Linked DNA regions of Sus scrofa: region 1 is linked to region 2. The links are chromatin contacts, called in public Hi-C maps. All regions are on one chromosome and are shown on one strand. The core of a region is the stretch at or near the end of the contact, and the rest is flanking DNA. Distances in the headings are between cores, read along the strand shown.

Region 1 (3,209 bases), core at 362-2,861, 180 kb before region 2:
GTGCCGAAATGGAGGGACTTGTCATTTTGTTCAGCTTTGTAGCTATGTTTTGGAGCAAGGATTCATCAGTCTCCTCACTGGGCCAGAGCTGGAAGCAGCAGCCCCACCGCCCCACTCCACATCCCTTGTCTGGCTCTGCTTGTCCTTCTCGGGCTACTCAGGGGCAGCGTTGTCTACGTGTGCCTTGTGTTTATTTCCAGTGCTCAGCGAGCTCTGGGGAGAAGGTTGAGCAATCTGCAGAACTTTAAATCTACCTGGCGGAGTCTGTTCAAAGTTGGAACGCCTGACTGGGAGTGGATCAACTCACACACTGGCTCCAGGCCACCTTCTCCAATGGGACATGTGCTTAAGCCTTTGGGGACATTCAGATTCAGAACTGCCATGTTTAGATTTGCTTCTCAAAAAATACAAAGTGGATGCCTTGGGGCAGCAAAATTTTCTAACTTGTAGTATTGGGACTACGTGTATTAAAAAGCTGGTTTGGGGAGTTCCCGTCGTGGCGCAGTGGTTAACGAATCCGACTAGGAACCATGAGGTTGCGGGTTCGGTCCCTGCCCTTGCTCAGTGGGTTAACGATCCGGCGTTGCCGTGAGCTGTGGTGTAGATTGCAGACGCGGCTCGGATCCCGTGTTGCTGTGGCTCTGGTGTAGGCTAGTGGCTACAGCTCCAATTCGACTCCTAGCCTGGGAACCTCCATATGCCGTGGGAGCGGCCCCAAAGAAATAGCAAAAAGACAAAAAAAAAAAAGCTGGTTTGGGGGGAGTTCCCGTCATGGCTCAGTGGTTAATGAGTCCGACTAGGAACCATGAGGTTGTGGATTCGATCCTTGGCCTTGCTCAGTGGGTTAAGGGTCCAGCAATGCCACAAGCTGCGGTGTAGGTCATGGATGTGGCGCGGATCTGGCGCTGCTGTGACTGTGGTGTACATAGGCTGGCAGCTCCAGCTCCAGTTCAACCGGTAATAGCCTGGGAACTTCCATAGGTTGTGGGTACAGCTCTAAAAAGGTAAGTAAATAAATAAATAAATAAATAAATAAAAGCCTGGTTTTAAATTCACAGGCATGGTGGCTGAAAATTGCAAAATCTGTAACTACCTCCGAAAGAGTAGCTCTAAAGCCGGGGGAGATATGTTTATTCAAGAGAGAGAACTTTCTACCGGAACGGCCTCCAGATAATCTGGGACACCTGGTAGGGTTCGGGCTTCCTGAGGGCTACTTGAAGTCTCAGAGTGCATATGAAATATTACTTAAGATCAGAGAAAGTGCTAAGTTTTGAATTTAAACAAGCTTTCACATTTTATGAGTAGAAAGGAAAAATTCCCATGAACTTTTAAGGCAAAAATGTGACGCTTCAAAGAAATATGGGCCTTTGGGCAGCATGCTTCATGCTTCGCCCCTCGAGTTCTGGAGACATGTTCCCCCTCTTGAGCAGCACTTCTTCTGCTAATGCCCCTGGAATTTGCTGCCAGCGTGCCTGGTTTCTGAGGTCACCCAGGCGCCCTCCCTGCGCCGGGTTTCTGCCAGGAGCTGCGGGTGAACTGAGGAGGGATTTTCGTCTGTCCCTTGGCATCAGGAGAAGCTCTATTTCTAGCTGATGACCTGAGATGTTGATGTCGGAGGCAGTGGCACCCTCACTGGCAGCAGGACCTGTTTCAGGATGATGGTAGCCGGGCCAGGTTCACTCCCTTCCCTTTTTAGCCAAAAGCCCGGCTCCTAGCTCCTGGCCCGGGATCAGGGCCGCGGCCCACAGCTTAGGGACTGGGTATCTGTGTAGAACTGACCAAAAATAAAATAAAACACACAGAAGCAAGGAAGCTGTGGGGTGGAGCTCCTTTTGTGGCTCAGGGGGTTACAAACCCAACTAGTATCCATGAAGATGCAAGTTCAATCCCTGGCCCCAGTGTAGCTGTGAGCGGCAGTGTAGGTTGCAGATGCAGCTTGGATCTGGCAGTGCTATGGCTGTGGTGTAGGATAGCAGCTGCAGCTCCGATTCAACCCCTAGCCTGGAAACTTCCATGTACCACAAGTGTGGCCCTGAAAAGCAAAAGAAAAAAAAAGCGCATTGGGGCAAAGGTTTTCAAAAGTGATTTTGAAATGGTATGAAATAACCTCAGGGGCCAGGCCCGTGAAGAGCAGACGAAGGGACTCCAAAACAGCTATCTCTGGACCCTTTGCCAGGAGCCAGTCCCCCAGATGGCCGTGGGGTAGACAGGGCCCCAGGCATCATCCCAGACTCAGTGTTCCCCGAGGCCTTTCTGCAGCTCTGCAACCTGTCATCAGATACCACTTCACTGAGAAATCAGTAATTGTGGTCAAGGCCAATGAGAGGTTTGTGAGCTGGTAAACACTGCACTGACTGAACGAATTCAGGCTCCATGGAGCGAAAGCTATAAAGGTTCCTGAGTATTTCCAGATTTACAGCCAAAAAGCACATGTCAATACCCAGGGACCCAGACCACAGGCTGGGGGACAGCAGGGACAAGGGGATGGTGCAGCCAGCAGGAGGGGCTCTTGCCACAGCCTCTGGGAGCTGCTCTGCATGGTGGTCCAGGCCCTGCTGGACCCTGGGTGCAGAGGGTCGCTGGGCTCAACCACAGAAAAGACAGCATTTCTTTCAAAATGAAGGGAAGGGCTGAAGGTACCACAACGGGGCTGCTAGAGGCTTCACTAAGACCAGCTTAAAAACTAGAGCAAGTGGCTGCCCGATGGGAGAGGGAGGGAGTGGGAGGGATGGGGAGCTTGGGGTTATCAGATACAACTTAGAATAGATTTACAAGGAGATCCTGCTGAGTAACATTGAGAACTATGTCTAGATACTCATGTTGCAACAGAACGAAGGGTGGGGAAAAAAAATGTATACATGTAAGAGTAACTTGATCCCCATGCTGTACAGTGGGGGAAAAAAAAAAGAATTAAGAGGGGAAGTGTGTGTTACCAAAGTATAGTTAATAAAATTATAGAATCTTAAAAAAACAAAAAAACAAAAACAAACAAACAAAACTAGAGCAAATGACCCATTCCTTCACCTTGGAATTTATCATTAAATATTCAAAAACACCCACTAACAATCTTTACAATTCGACCTATCTGTGAATGCTAAAAAAAAAAAAAAAAAAAAAATTTGTATGTAAGGAAAAGCCTTAGGGGGTTTATGAAAAGGGAGGAGGTTTTGGTAGAGAAGCTGGTTTTAAGTACTTGGCAGTGTTGGTAC
Region 2 (3,326 bases), core at 121-2,620:
CTGAGCCACAATGGGTACTCTGGAAGGTAGTACTTTTAACTACCACAAGGACAAGCAAGATGCTGCTTTAATGTAAACATTTTATTTCTATTTTATTTTTTTGTCTTTTTGTCTTTTCAGGGCCGCACCCTTGGCATATGGAGGTTCCCAGCCTAGGGGTCTAATATGCCACAGCCAAAGCCATGCCGGATCCAAGCCACATCTGCAACCTACACCACAGCTCATGGCAACTCCGGATCCTTAACCCACTGAGCAAGGCCAGGGATTAAACCTGTAACCTCATGGTTCCTAGTCGGATTCGTTTCCACTGCACCATGATGGGAACTCCAAATGTAAACATTTTACATTAAGTATTCTATTAGAAATAAAGAAGGTTCTCCTCTAGAAGAATAAAATAAATTTGTTACAAAATCTTTTTTCTGACTTGTATGCATGCACGCACGCGTGCACAGCCTATTAGGAATGACGACTCCTGGTTTCCAAAAATAATTTGAAAATGTATCACTTTTTGTAGATTAATAACACATCTTTCTGAGGACATACATTCAATAAAAGGGATCAGTCCTATAACTCTTCGATAAAGGCAGTATTTGGCATAGTGAGGGACCACCCTTAGAAACACATCTCTTGTTACTTATGTGCTTAAGTTAGGAGAGCTTATTATTCAGCAGATTCCTAAGGAATTCAATTTGGAAAACCACGGCTACCCTTTGATCAGCATTTTCCAATCTAAAAGGTACTTTCAAAATTAACATCAGATTCAACTTTCACGATTTCATAAATTCAGTAGCATTGTTTCCCAGGACAAATGAGGGGACTGAGGGACTTTGCAGAGACTCTCAGCTTAGAGGAAGAAAAGCTGAACTTTGCCCGGAGCCCGGGGGTTCTATCCACTATACTACTCTCTTTGCAAACTTCTACTTCCTCCAACTCTTCTGAGGAGCCCAAGTCTTGGCTTGCTTTTTAATAGGATCCAGAAGCCTGCCGCAAGTTCTGCGGCTGCCTCGTTATTTCTATCCCCAAGTAAACTAAACTGTTATCACATTTCAGCTAATAGCTACTGTCAGAGACTGAACACCCTGACTGCGGGGGCATTGGTTCGTTATATAATGGAGATCTACTTACAGGAGCAGCAAGCACACAGCCTTTTTATAACAGCTGCGATTTTATAAAGCTGTTATATTTGGCTGCTCCTGGAAACAGCTGTGCACATTCCATACGGTGTTCTGAATCCGCCAGTGGGAACGTATGGGAACTCTAAACGTTCTCAGTGTCTAGAGAAAATTTTGTAAATCCAAGCAGCGCTGACCCTGTTGCAGGATTTGTTCCTTTTCCTCTGACTTACATCACTGGCCAGAAATAATGCGTGGCTGTAATGAGGGGTTGATTTGTGTAACATCAAGCATTAATACTTTTGCTTCTAACAGTTTTCTGGAGTGTAGCTGTTTGCTATCAACGAAATAAAGATTCCCCCCGCCCCATACTTGCAGGACCATATACAAGTATGTTAAATTAATAATGTAACTTAAACTGATTTTTCCTGTGTTATAGGAGACAGGGTCAAAATGAGATCAAGACAAAGCACGATTTTGCTCATCATTCTGGGATTGGATTGAGCTTGACAGTTAAAAGAATCATAACAAAAATGCTTGCATATCTGATCATTTACAGAACAGTTTCCCATGCACATGGAAAGACATTTCATAAGATGTAGCACTGAGACTTCTAACTTTAGGAAAGGGCTATTCTTCCCACAGTGTCAGCCCGAAAGTCAATGTCCATTGTTCAATGTGAAAATTTCAAGAGCATCAGGCACCTTATATGGGATACATTTTTCCTACACAGTAAAAAAGCTGACTCTAGCCATATTTCTATGATTTCAATGACATCTGTGACCACAGGAAAGAACACATCATCAAAAAATGAGCAATTCATGTTTTAAAATCAGAATTTGGAGGACAGTTTCCCAAATTCTCCAGAATACTGTGGACTTCTCCTTTTTATTTTATTTTTTTAATTTCCTCTCATCACTTTCGTTATGATTCATCTTATGGCCACCTTTCTCTAGATTATAAGGTGCTTGAAGACAGGGGCCACCTCTGTCTCTTTCTTTGTTACATCTCTGGAACCCAGCACAAGAGTTCATGCCCGTTAGGTACTCACAATGTGCTTGATGAATTAATACCTTCCTTAGAGTGACATACATTTTTACCAAAAAAATTGTCTTATTTTATTCTTTCTTCATTTTATTTTCCCTTTTTGGGGGGAGGGGTTGGTGGATTCTCTTTAACACAGAAATCCTATTTTAAAAGTTCCTGCTGGAGTTCCTGCTGTGGCGCAGTGGTTAACGAATCCAACTAGGAACCATGAGGTTCTGGGTTCGATCCCTGGCCTTGCTCAGTGGGTTAAGGATCCAGCATTGCCATGAGCTGTGGTATAGGTTGCAGATGTGCCTCGGATCCCCTGTGCCTGTGGCTGTGGTATAGGCCAGTGGCTACAGCTCCGATTAGACCCCTAGCCTGGGAACCTCCATATGCCACGGGTGCAGCTCTAAAAAGCCAAAAATTAATTAATTAATTAATTAAAAAAAAACAGTTTTAGTTATCGTTAAAGCATCTTTTTTGTTTTCTATTCAACATTTTTATGACAATTTTTTGAAGTATTTAATTTAGTCTAATCTCTATTTAATATAATGTAGTATAATGTACACTAAAAGTCACCTCATAACAAAGTATTGTTCCGATTTTTGAGTCTGTTTGTTTTTGGCTGTGCCTGCAGCATGTGGAAGTTCTTAGGCCAGGGATCAAACCTGCTACAGAGCAGCGACCCAAACAGCAGCAGTGACAATGCCTGATCCTTAATCCATGAGCCGCCAGAGAATTCCCTTGTCCCCATTTTATAGGAAATAAAATTTAAGATTATTGAAAATTAAGAAAATTCAGAGCTACTTAGGCATTCCAATATATATACTAACAGACAGCCTTTCAAGTGGTTGACAGTTAGTAAATAAAAAAAAAAGTCTCACATAGCGATCATAAATTTTCCATCTTTTCTGGAGTCCCCGTCGTGGCTCAGTGGTTAACGAATCCGACTAGGAACCATGAGGTTGCAGTTTGATCTCTGACTTTGCTCAGTGCGTTAAGCATCCAGCGTTCCCGTGAGCTGTGGTGTAGGTTGCAGACGCAGCTCAGATCCCGAGTTGCTGTGGCTGTGGTGTAGGCTGGGGGCTACAGCTCCGATTAGACCCTTAGCCTGGGAACCTCCATATGCCGGCGGGAGCGGCCCTCAAAAGGCAAAGAGACAAAATAAATTAAATAAATAAAAAT

The links. A called contact is a pair of places that touch in the nucleus more often than the background predicts.
Region 1: a Hi-C map of skeletal muscle shows a contact between it and region 2, with 6 times the contacts expected there. The contact joins two enhancer-like sites. A contact is called at or near these places in 1 of 47 Hi-C or Micro-C datasets (skeletal muscle) and 1 of 2 datasets of contacts at active chromatin or transcription factors (skeletal muscle).

The regions. Positions count from the first base shown.
Region 1 is chr1:14,211,148-14,214,356 of Sscrofa11.1, reverse strand. No RefSeq gene overlaps it. Among named protein-coding and RNA genes, the nearest start is that of ESR1, 280 kb to the left of the region's middle. Within about 2 kb of position 1,611, at least 4 of the 83 cell types and tissues checked have an H3K27ac peak or open chromatin away from gene starts, as enhancers often do. A contact at or near this core is called in skeletal muscle, where this site is marked.
Region 2 is chr1:14,030,730-14,034,055 of Sscrofa11.1, reverse strand. The region is part of intron 97 of SYNE1 (nesprin-1); the gene reads right to left. Among named protein-coding and RNA genes, the nearest start is that of SYNE1, 320 kb to the right of the region's middle. Within about 2 kb of position 1,370, at least 9 of the 83 cell types and tissues checked have an H3K27ac peak or open chromatin away from gene starts, as enhancers often do. A contact at or near this core is called in skeletal muscle, where this site is marked.